2 separate regions of the Gossypium arboreum genome follow, and region 1 is linked to region 2. The links are chromatin contacts, called in public Hi-C maps. All regions are on one chromosome and are shown on one strand. Each heading gives the region's core, a stretch centred on a gene start, on an enhancer-like site or on the middle of the called end of the contact. The rest is flanking DNA. Distances are from core to core; before and after follow the strand shown. Region 1 holds the start of LOC108476765 (kinesin-like protein KIN-7H). Region 2 holds the start of LOC108479882.

Region 1 (6,612 bases), core at 2,928-5,427, 150 kb after region 2:
GATGGAAAAGCAATATCTGGGTGGTTGTTACTGCTTTTCAATTGGAGTGACACGGATTGTCGCTTTGATCTATTTTCATTGCCAACATCCATCAATCCGGAAATAGCTCTGTTTTCTCTTAGAGATGACCTATTATAGTTTTGGTAGTTCTTTGGGCTAGATTCTGACAAATTTGAGTCTGAATATCTATTCATACTTGACCTTCCCGAGTCAATGCATCGAACTTCCTTGCAAAGTGCCTCTGAATTTTCATCAACAAGTTCATCATTCTCCTCCTGGGGCATATTGCTTCCAACAAAATCAGGAATTTTAGGTGATAGCTGCGGAGAGGAACTGGGATGTGGTATATTCAATTTAAAGTCAGAAAGCTGGAGGAAGCTCTCTTCAGAACTGCAGCTTTGTCTATCTGAAGGGGTGAAGGATCTAGCACCAACGGCCATGACAGGTGTACCAATGGTTGAATGTTCAAAGTCCCACGAATTTTGCAGTCTCAGTTTAGGGTAATGAGGATCTGGACCTGCCTGATGGAGGAGGACATGTAGAACTAGAAGTTAAACTTTGTATGTAGAAGTGAACTTAAAAGAAGCATCAAATGCTGTAGTAATTCACACAAACCCATATTTTCACTGGTTTTTCATCTTCAGGACTTTCATTGGTTACCGCTTGTCGCAGATTCTCAACCTCAGACCTAGCAAGTTCTCTTTGCTGTTTCAGTGTGGCCACATCTTTCTTTAGCTGCATGAAGCATGCAGGTAAAGTGAATAATTCATTATTTTATCTATATTCTTGAAATAAGGATGAATTTGAAATTTTGCCAGCTAAAAACTATTTTGTAAGAAATATCCACCAGCCAGGCTTCTAAAACTATTCAATGAGTGATGCAAGAGACTGAAGAACAATGCAACTTGAACCTTTTCAATCTCGAGGTCTTTCTCTCTTAGCAATGCAGCAGAATCAGAGGAAATCGAAGTTGTTCTTGCACTTCTCAGCTCGTTCTCTAGTCTAGCCAATTCTCTTTGCAGTTGTTTCACTAATGCTTTATCCGACATGACCACATTGACTTGTGCATTGGTAGTCACTTCTTTAGCACAACTTGCAAATAAGAGGGTGTTTCTCGATTGTTCAACATGACTTCTTGCTGGACTCATGGTACAAATGATAGCAGTTCTAGCATTGCCTCCCAAGGAAGACTGAAGTATACGGGTAAGCTTTGAATCTCTGAACGGAATATGCCCATTTCTTCCCTTGCTGCAGTCAAATATAAGTTTATAAGACGATATGGTAATGATTACTTGGTTCAATATATAATATATACAAAATTTTAATAAGCTAACCTCAGCTTACGGATAACAGTTCCAAGCGTTAATAAACTGCGATTTATATGGCAACCTTCTTTCAGCCTAGCACCAGCTGATAATGTCTGAGATGCACGCTCACTTCCTGCAAGATCAACAAAATTCTAGACAATAAAAGAATGAGAACATAAGTTTCTTTCCCAATATCTGTTGTAACAACAAATCCTTGACTGAAAAGTATATATTGTTCATACCACAGTGGCTGCAAGGGTACTTGATTTTCCATTGCCTAAAAATTCTCGTGCAGAACTTTCTATCATCTGATGAGTGACATAACCACATGAATAAAGATTAATAACTAAAATAGAATATAATCATTGTCAAGTGAACAATATCTTGAAGTTTCGCAATGAAACAGACAACATTACCACTCTCAAAATTTGATGTGATCTAGAGCTTGTCTCGTTCAAAGAAGTCTCGCCTATCTGTCTTTGAGCTGCCGAAGTGCACCAAGACATGCTTAAAAATACAGTCATGAGCGAGTTAAAGGGAGACTGGTTGAGACAATTTGTTACCTTCACACACAGATAGAAGCTGTTTAAAATGATTCCAGTCCTGCAGTGTTTCTTCGGTGAGTTTCTCAACAACGGTCCCTCTCTATCAAATTAGCTCTGTTAGTGAGATAGTCCATAAGATAACTAGTTCCTTACAAACAAATGACTGAACTCACTTCTGGATCATCTAGAAGCCTAAGGGGAGTGCTGTCTGCACTAAGGAGGTCTCTGACAGATTCATTATAAATCTCCATAGCTGAGAACTTCAGGATAAACTCTCTTTCCTTGTGCTACAGAAAAAGTACAGTTTGTTTTTAGTCAAAGGGAGACACACAATGGAAAAGAAAAACTAGGAGTGAGCAACAAAACTGTTGCATCTTCATTACCCTTTGTACGTAGTCATATATATCTGTCATGGCATACTCGGTAATTCCAATCATCGTATATGTCTTTCCGCTGCTTGTTTGTCCATAGGCAAAAACACTCGCTGAAAAATAGTTAAATGTTAAAGAATTGAGAGAGGAGATCAGGAAGGTATGGGGAGTCTAAAAAGAGATGCACTCACAGTTTATACCACTGACAACTGAAATAGCAACTGCCTTTGCTCCTGCTTCATACACTTGCTGGTTGGGGCAATCAGGGCTAAAAACTCGGTCTAAAATCGGCAGACCACCCATGAAATGAAAAGAGTATCACTATTAGAAAATGCTGGTCTCATCTCCATACATGATAAAAATGCCAATAAATGATAGACTGAGGAATGCAATCAAACATACAAGAACTGAAATCTGAACTCTTACCAAAAGTATAGGCAGTTGGGTACATTGATCTCTCGGAAACCGAAAGGCTGTTCCGGTATATGATTGTGTTATCATTGATGCATTCCCAGTCTGATACATCGTGCCTAGCTATTTCCTTGTAATTGAGAGGGCGTAAACGAACCGAAACGAAAATTCTTTCCTTGCAGCCTGCTGGCTCTTGCATTTGCTCTTCTCCACCATCCATCCCCATCTCTCAACTGCACTCACCAAAATTCAAATTGCTACAAATAATACCATCAAAACATCAGCAACGCTTGCTTCTTTACTTAAGCTCCCTATCACTAATTCAAACGGTTTGACAATGAAGCTTCTGTTGGTATAAGGACCACCCAACATCATTGTCCGAAATCAACAAACTAATCATGGGTTAGTGCTAAATTCACCCAACATTTGTTTTTCTTCAGTAACTTGTCTTAACCCAGAAACCACACCGCCCCATGTCAATGTAAACACAAATTATTGGTGAAAAGAAATTGTGCCCTTTATCACCGGCTACAATAATTCTTTAAGTCAACAGCCATCCGGCCAGACTACTTAATTAGAGTTTTTAATTAATACAAGACTTTGGACTGTTCTAAGACACAAGACTTTGGATTGTTCCAAGATGGTCTCTAATTACAGACTGTCAGAGTCAGATTCTCACACTATTTAAAAACAGAATCTTTTGAATTTAATATAAAAGAAAAAGAAATTAAAATTAAAATAGTTTGAGAAATAAGAAGTTTTTACCTTGGGATTGAAGGGTGTTTCAAGGAATGTTTTGATATTTCCCTCAAATTCCAAATGCAGAGCTAAAGAAACAAAATTGAATATCCTTTCTGCACACACAGAATTACAGCACAAGTTCAACTCTTTTTCTTACTTCAAACTTCAAACAGCTTTCATACCAGGCTGCATTTGCATGCAAACAAAAGAAAAAAGGAAATTTCTATGACAGAAATTTTTTAAAAAATAAAGCAAACAGAGAGTGAAAGAGAAGGAAATTCATGATGTTTAATTCTCTTAAGAGGGAAGTTGGGGTTTTTAATGCAAAAAAGTTTGTGAGATATTGATGCGGTTATGGCGTCTGCTTCTTTGTTTGATTGTTAGTTGATTTTGGAGGCTGCTCTTAAGGTGAAAACATAATTAATCTTTGAATTAAAACCAAATGAAAAATGCTTTTTCATAACAGAAGAAGGTGATGAGTATGCAGTTTTGGCCATTAAAGCAAAAATAAAGCTGTACCTAATTTGCTTAGCAACCAAGCCTTGTTACTCATTGCATTAAATTATTGCTCAAGGGTTCCAGATAAAACTAGCTTTTCTAAACCAAAAAGAAAAAAGTTATTATAAAATGAATCTAAATTAGATTCCCATCTTTGAGTAAGTGCTAAAGTATATGATTCACGAAGGTTGATGGGTTCAAATATGGTACTTAACCTGCACATGGCAGGGTTTTATTTTTCCTTTTATGTTCTTTCTACATTAAACATTTTTCCATAAAAATGGCAGTAAAAACACAAAGCATCATGTTTTAGTCATCTCTACCAGTTTGAGATTTAAGTGCTGGAGAATTATAGATAAAAGCAGGAATTATATTTAATTTATATAGGAAAAGTCTTCACTTATTTGCTGACTTTTTAGTCTAATGTATTTATTGTCATTGGGATTTTTCTTCCATGCAAAACACAGAGGCAAACAAAAGCTGCTAAAGACAGATAGAATGCAGGGGGACCCCTTTGACCAAAACCCAAAGATTAATAATTGCAGCATCCCCAACCCATGTGGTGAGAAAAGCCATTGCTTAGCATATTCCACTCCTCCAAAGACGAATGGAGGCCCATGCATATGCTTGTGTTTCTGAAATAATTTGTTGGCAAAGAACCTTAAATTTGGTATACCAAATGTCATTATTATATAATTTGTAAGATTTGTGTTCTTAAAAAATTAGATTGCATGCATGTGCTATTCCCATTTTTATTCCCTCAACACAATGCCTTATCTCTCTCTAAGAAAGAAAGTTGAAAATAATTTCTTTTCTGGGTACAATTACAAGAATAGAGCATTCATTTATTTCTTCTTTTTTTCTTTTGTAGCACATGGTTTCAATATTATTGAATTAGGTGTATGGATATATGTTTTCTTTTCATATTATCCTGTTCCTTGAAATGCAAATAAACCCAACCAACATTGTTTCAAACATATGGGTCCGAATGTTGTATAAAAGGCTTTGGTTCGTTCAAATGAAATAAAGTTGGAATTAAATAGATATTGGATTTGAATTGAAAAGAGATGAAATATGAATAGCTATAAATTATTTTGATAATATACTTCAACGCATTCAAATTTATATTTTTTTTTTATGTATTTTTAGATAGCACTTTTGTACTTTAATATGACTTGGAAACCACCAGAAATGGTTAAAACTTGCTTGTAATTATGTAACCTAACCAATTAATGATAAACAGCCGTATGTTTGTGAAGATTAAATAAAGCAATGACTAGTTGTTAGATATTTAAATTAATCTGATTTAGCTTCCGAATAATATTTTCAGAAGTCCTTTCAAATAGTGAGGACAAGATGGTGATTGTTTGCTAGTTTATCAAAATCACATTCATATTTGATTATTAGCATCCATCTTTTGCTTTGAAAACATTGTAACAACCATATAAGTTTGGCAACAATTCTTTCTTAGTAATTGGGTTACCATTGTCATTATTTTATCCCGAAAACCAAAGAATAAAGATGGCCATGAAGTATCGTTCAAGTCTTGCATTGCATCTAAATTTTGAAAATGGGGTCTTCAACCTCTATAATATTGTGATTCAATCCATTGTTTCGGATCTGTCTTGATTTGTTTTTGTTTTTTAGATTCTTGTTGCTTGTATTTCCTTTTGTTTTTTGGCATATCAGTCAAAGAAAAATATCACAGTAAATAGAAGATGTAGAGGTACTCAATCATGTGGGGTTCATTGGCTACAAAGATTGGTACATATCAGTCTGTTTTGGTTTCAATATTTGGTGCATAACATATGAAGTGAGCCCCCAAGCCCTAGCCTGGCAAATGGTAATGGTGCCTGAATTTGGAGGGCATTTCAAATAAGGTTTTTGTGGTGCGCGTTAAACCCTTGACTACTTCACTACATGACATCTCTCCTTCATTTTATGGTTTCTTATGTGGTCTAGTATAACTTCGTTTATATTCACAAATTTTTTTTAAATATGCCAACTGAGTTTTAGTTTAATTGGCGTTGATATCGTTATCAAAGAAGGAGAACATAGATTTAAACGCGTTAAGGTGTATTTATTCTTATATTTACAAAAAAAAAATTATGAATAATTAAAAATCTTTCTAAACTTGTAGACTCAATAAATAAAACAACATATTTTTTATGGAATAAATTAATAGATATATGTGTAATATGATTATAGAATATTATAGAGGAGGATTTTGGATTTAATAAAGGAAAACATAAAATAAAGATGTGATGACAAGTGTCAATATTTCTATGAAAGAGAGTAGAATCCCTATTTCTTAAATGATTAATTCCAGCATGAAGGCCTAGGACAACGGTGATGTGAATTAGGTTGATGATCAATATTAGTAAATATATATATATATAATTAAAGAAAAAGAGAGAGCTACATAACATGCAATTAGTGGAACAGGTAGCCCTTATAGTTTTCAACTTGGGTGAGACATAAAGGTGGGTTTAATTCGTTTGCACATGCTAATCCAACCAATAATTACATAGGTGACGTTTCTCCAAATTAATACTACAAACTTCACATCACTCACTTTCCAACTTCACTTTGTATTAAATTATAAAGTGAAAATTTAAATGTTAATATATAATATTATAATTTTTATATTACACTTACATTTAGAATTTAGTCTTTTATTTTTATATTCAAGAATTTGGTATTTTAAATTTAAAATTTAAATTTAATTGTTACCCGTGT
Region 2 (5,955 bases), core at 1,099-3,598:
CAAGATCATATTAACCAGTTGCAGCCCAATGTACAGGTGCATAACTTTGTGATTAAACAGTATTCTGTGCACTATCGTTATGTTCATCTTCTCTTTCTGAACTGATAGTAAGCAAATAAAAAAAGAAAAGAAAGTGAATAAAAAGCCTTCAATGCATGTAAACTCAAGAAACTTAACATGCTAATCTAATGGGACCTAAACTGGGATTGGCGCAGCTTATATTAACAATAAAAAGCGTTTGGTTCAAGGAATCTTACATCCCCGTGTAAGATTCTGGAATAACATTCAACTGTTTAGATTCCGAAAATTACGTAATTTAAGATTCCTAAGGAATGTTATTTCTACATATCATTTTACCCTTAAACTATAACTTTATCCCCTAAATTAATATATGCACTGTAATTGTTTTTAATTATTAACAAACGTAATATAATCATTTTCAAGTTAAGATTCAGATTTGGGTTCAAGTATTTGCAACTCATTTTAATTTGCCAAACCTAATTCATTTACTTAATCTTAATCTTTTTCCTTTCTTTTAAAAAGTTTTACCAAATTAAAAGTTAATAACTAAGTCATTTTGCCTCTTTTCATTACATGTTATACACCATTTCTTAAATATTTTACTTTCATCATAAAAATTATTTTAATTTTGACATCTCTTGAGCAAAATATAAATTACAATAAGAAAAAAAATCAAAACAAAGTTAAAATTTATCTGTATTTAAGATATAAACTCAATCCCTTTACAACCTAATGTCATATGATAATGACAACCTTAATTATATTACATTTTGTCAATTATATTACCTTAATTTCCAATTAGTTATTATTATAAGTGTGTGTTTTAATTAACTTGAACTATGTTCATCTTAATTATAATTAAAGACAATTTAGTAAAATATGCTTTTAAGTAATCTAATATCCTACAGCCAAATAATAAAATATTATATTCCAACTTAATGAATAAAACAAGGTAAGCTAGCATGCCAAGTAATGTGCTAAGTAATCCTATGTCCCAATAACTCTATTAGGAGAGGTAATATTATATTCTCGAACTAAATGCTTCCTACATGTCCTACATCTTGATAACTCCATTACGAGAGGTAACATTATATGCCCCCTACATGGTTTCACAAAAATGCAGAGAAGACAAAAATCCATCTTGTTTGAATTCCATAGAATCTAATGCATTACTCTAATTGATACTAATCCCTAGGGTAAGCTAGTCTTCTAATTAATCTATGCTCATTGCCTGCCTTATGAGTTTCGATAACCTGTAAATGCTCAACTCAGCCAACTAAAAAGTTACAAAATAACACATTTCGATGACAGTAAGATATGATGTGATCTTACCATTTATTAACATTCATCACACAAAATTCTTCCACGACAGCAACCTACATTTCACTATGAATGAAATAGTAAATAGCAGGTGCCTACTGTTAGCTAAATGTTTCATAGACAGGATTTGGGCCCCTGCTATGCAAATAATAGCACAATCCCTATTTGTTTCCGGAAAGAACAAAAAGATATTTAAATTGAAACCTATTACAACGAGTACCAGTTCCAATTTAAGTAAAAAGGCTTCATCTATATGGAGTTTGCACTAGTAACTCTAATATAAGGCTATGAAACAATCAAAAAGTGAAGAAATTTCCAAAAAAGAAAAGAAAAAAAACAATTGAGAGAACAAATCGCTTTTTCACTTAAGGCCCACCTTGAGATGAAGATGACGACGGTCTTCGCACTAAAATGTCCGTTAAGCTACCATCCGTTGGCGGTGTGGTCAGTATAGGAGATGTCTATAATTCGAAGGGAGGAAAAAAATGACAAAAGAAAAGGAAACTCTTTAAATGTCTTTATTTTATGGGTGAAATATTAAGGGCAAATTTCAAGAATAAAGCTTACAATTCTAAGGGATTTAAGCTTCTCTAAAATCGGATCGACTGTTTCCGATCGCTGAGAAATAGTGGAGATTTGATCGGCCGAACTCTTTGCCAATAATCAATGTTAATTAAACAATTAAGATATTACTCAAAAGAACCCAGCTTGTGAGGTACCAAAATATCTCTACAAACCGGAAACTTACCAGTGAATAAGCTGCGAGAGACGATTCAGAGGCGCCCATTGCCGAAAGCTTCAAAAAAAAAAAAAATGCAGAAACAACGTCAAAGTATATTGGTACTTTGTTTGTTGTTGTGTACGTGTCGCGTTTGGTTTATGGTTTTCACAGCCCAATTTAAATAACAATTTTATATTGATATTTATTTTTATAAATAAATTTTAAATAAAAAATTCTTCCATTTAAATTCAAAGTTCAACCTAATTTGAATCATTTTAAAGATAATTTTTTTTACTCAAATTCAAATTAGACTCGGCTAAACAGTCGATTCATCCACAAGTTTAAACAAACTGAAAAAAAAAAAAAAAACACCTAATCAATTGATCACAATTGAGTTGTTTTCAAAAATTTGTTTACAATGACTTTTTAGCATTTAATTTTCTTGAACCCATAAAATTTTGACAGATTTTAATATTTTTAAAGCCCTTTAGCCATATGAATGATGAGTTTGTTACCAAAAGGGAGGTTAAAGAAGAAAACTCATACGGTAAGTAATATTCATCTTTATAGAATATAAAGTTGTGGCCAATTAGTTCGAGATGGAATCATTGTTGTGTTAAAAAAATAAACATTGTGGAATTATTTTATATTATTATAGATATGCAACTTCAAGAACTTAACACACGTTTCAATAAATTAAATACAGAGTTGATATTATATGTATTTTGCTTATGCTGGAATGAGGGTTTTGTATCTTTGACAAATTGAAGTTAACTAGTTAGCATCTTTTATGATGCATGAGTTTATTGTATTTAATATAAAATATATATTTAATAATTATACATAATATAAGTTTGAATAAAAAATTGATAACTAAGATTTTAAAGAAACAAAAATTCCATTTTTAATTTTGATTGAAACGGATTAATTAATTTTTAAAGTTTATTATTAAAAATCTAAATATTTTTGTATATTTTAAATGATATACATTTATTAGATATATCTCACTTATTAAATAATACATTTTAATTACTTAATATTTTCATATTGTGTAGTTTTTTTTTTAATTATATTTAAAATAGAAACAAATTAATATAAATCTGAAAGGAGGAACTACCTCATGCCCCTCCGGATCCATCCCTAGTTTTGGATCCTTAGTTACATGGGTAATAAGGGAGTATTTTTCTTGAAAATAAAAGTATGAATAGTACAAGAACTTTGATCATATTGTAACCTTTATTTTTTTATTTATTATGAATTATAATAACAGAGTAAAGCTCAAACAATCAATGTGACTAGCATGACTCAAACTCAAACAATACCTGAGATAATGAACACTCTTTAACTATTAGGTCACCGCATGGGATTCATAACCTTTTTAACTTTTTAATCTATGATTTAGTAAATGTAAAGTGGGGATAAGAAGTAAACTACCAATAATTTGAAGGATGGCCATAGTTTCAACTCTAAAGAATATGTGGAAGATTATTATATACATTGGCCATGCCTTGAAAGTTTGAACGAAAATGTAACAATGCAGACATCATTGTATTGAAGCTGCTCTGTCATTTCAGTGAGAAAAAGCAAATATTTTTCCCTTTTAATCACATTGACATACCAAAGTTTGTGATTGGTTAAAGCTTGTGAACATGTCATCTCTTCTCTACCCTCAAATTACATTTTATTCTCTACCTTATCTTTTGCATGAAGGAAAGCTCATCAAGCATGGGGTCTGCTTTGCTTTGTTAGTGTGCTATGATGAACATCATTGTTCTCCAAAAGGATGCTTTGTTTTGGTCAACCATTACACCAACTGAATCACTTTTGGCAAAGCAACTTCTCGAGGACTTTGTGCAATTGTTACAGACAAAAGGTAATTAATTATCTCTTCATTATAATAACAACAGTAACTAGCTAGAGAAAATAATTATGTAGTTGTTGTTTGGTTTTATTGATGTATGGAACTAAGACGACATGGGATGGGAGGGCTAGCCATCAACATACATACACACACACCCCTTGTCCATAAACACAATTGCAAGGCATGCCCCAACAGGAGCCACGTTGCCCACCGCATGCTAGACAAACCATGGTCCCACCAAGCCTTCACCCAGCGCTAATTCTATGTTTTTTTTTTCTCTGTTGTATAATGGAGATTCATTGCTCCTACTCTATCACGTTTGGTTGCCAAGAAAATCAAATTAAATATGAACAAGAAAGTGTGGGTTTTTATTTCCCAACTAAATTCTTGTTGGAATTTCAAAATTAATGGTAAAATGATAATATCTGATTCCGAAACTGGTATTCTACTTATAGTTCAGTCTACATTAAATTTCGATTTTTAAACCTTGGAAACATAAGCTTATTACTAATCACAGCTGATGTGAAAGATTTGCAAGCATTTCGAGAGAGATAAATAGAGAGAATTTCTTCACTCATTTCACAACCATATTTTTTTACAAAAGTATGTCTCATTATGCACCAACTGTTTATAATTAATACTAATTAAGCGATAAAGCCTCTTGATCATCTCCTTTTCATTGATCAAATATGTTTATTCCCACCTCACAATGTGAAGTACTTGAATTCAAGAGCTCCTTCAACTTGTCCCTTTCTCTACTACTCTGCAATAACAGCAATGCTTCCATGTCTGAGTTACTACTGTTATTGGCATCAAAGCTTGAGATTGAGGCTCCTTCTTGATCACCATTATTATATCTATCTTCATGACTCAGTTGTGAAGCAACGAACTTATCAAGGGCTCTCCAATCAGTCACTTTCTTGGTGTTGCCGTTGCACATTCTTTTTTTATCTGCTTCTTCTTCTTCTTCTTCTCCATAATTGACTATATTCTCTGATATGAGAGATATGGAGACTGGCTTATTTATTAATGGCAAAGATGGACTCTCTAGCTGAGGAAGCTCTACAAACTGATCACAGTAAACAAAGTCTAAATTATCTGACTCTGTCTCTTCTTTGCAATAGGGTAAAGATTTCTGGGGTTGTTTTGATAAGTATTCCATTGGATCAATCACGGAGCTGAGACCACTTGGTTCATCATAGAAGCACCTCGACTCCCACCCTTCAATGCTCTTGGCTTGACCACTTATTTTTTTCTTAAAAGCTCGACAAATGACCCATCCTTCCTCCTGCAAAACTTTTAAGAAATTGTTATTTATTAATATTTCTAGATAAGTTTAATATTGTCCTAGATTGAAGTTCTGTTTCATGATTCTGTTAAGAGTATTGAAGAGTTTGCATATGTTCTGACTCAACCTCATAATTTATGCCATACCTCATTTTAGCTCAAATGATAATATGCTCCTCGTCAATGACCTATATGCTGGTCGAGGATAAAACTAAGGTCTGGCCATTAACAAAGTGCCTTTCCTTTTCTTGTGTTTGGTAAAGAGAAGTGGGCAGATATTGCATGACTAAATAAGATGATAATAGATGAAAAGTATAAATGAGAAGTAGGATTTTGCTTTTGACATACTGAAGCTCATGATAGAAAAGGAATGGAAAGAAAGCATAGTATGTTTTGGTATGAAAAATTATACTTTATCAAAAAAAAAAAAAATACTAATCACCTTTTTGACTTTGATGTTGGTGGAGGCATTTATGTTGACATTTCAGTACAAATGGTCTTCATATGGAAACCAAAAAACTGATTCCTTCCATCATATAAATTCTATAGTGGGGGCAAATTCAACTTTATTTTTTATAATAATAATATTACCAATCTATTTCGTCACTAAAAGTTGGATTCATTGTAAAGAGTTTATGATTGAATATTATCGTGTGATGTATTGTTATAATTGCAGATATTATTTGTCTGTTTTATTTTAATAAATTTAATTGAAAAAACAAACTGATAATCCGAGAGAAAAAGA

Evidence for each region. Hi-C and Micro-C count contacts between places; a contact is called where the count stands out from the background.
Region 1: a Hi-C map of leaf shows a contact between it and region 2, with 4 times the contacts expected there. The contact joins the promoter of LOC108476765 here to the promoter of LOC108479882 in region 2. A contact is called at or near these places in 2 of 5 Hi-C or Micro-C datasets (both in leaf).

Annotation. Positions count from the first base shown.
Region 1 is chr12:14,407,250-14,413,861 of ASM2569848v2, forward strand. It overlaps LOC108476765 (kinesin-like protein KIN-7H), which reads right to left and starts at 4,178. Exons shown (of 15, transcript XM_017779083.2): 1 at 3,895-4,178; 2 at 3,400-3,488; 3 at 2,650-2,867; 4 at 2,415-2,504; 5 at 2,236-2,336; 6 at 2,026-2,139; 7 at 1,871-1,952; 8 at 1,724-1,791; 9 at 1,550-1,615; 10 at 1,335-1,459; 11 at 912-1,248; 12 at 616-735; 13 at 1-521. The coding sequence starts at 2,860.
Region 2 is chr12:14,258,264-14,264,218 of ASM2569848v2, forward strand. LOC108479882 reads right to left here and starts at 2,349. Exons shown (of 5, transcript XM_053022866.1): 1 at 2,090-2,349; 2 at 1,909-1,959; 3 at 1,718-1,802. The coding sequence starts at 2,128. LOC108478601 (NAC domain-containing protein 37-like) reads right to left here. Exons shown (of 4, transcript XM_017781067.2): 4 at 4,464-5,211. The coding sequence ends at 4,600.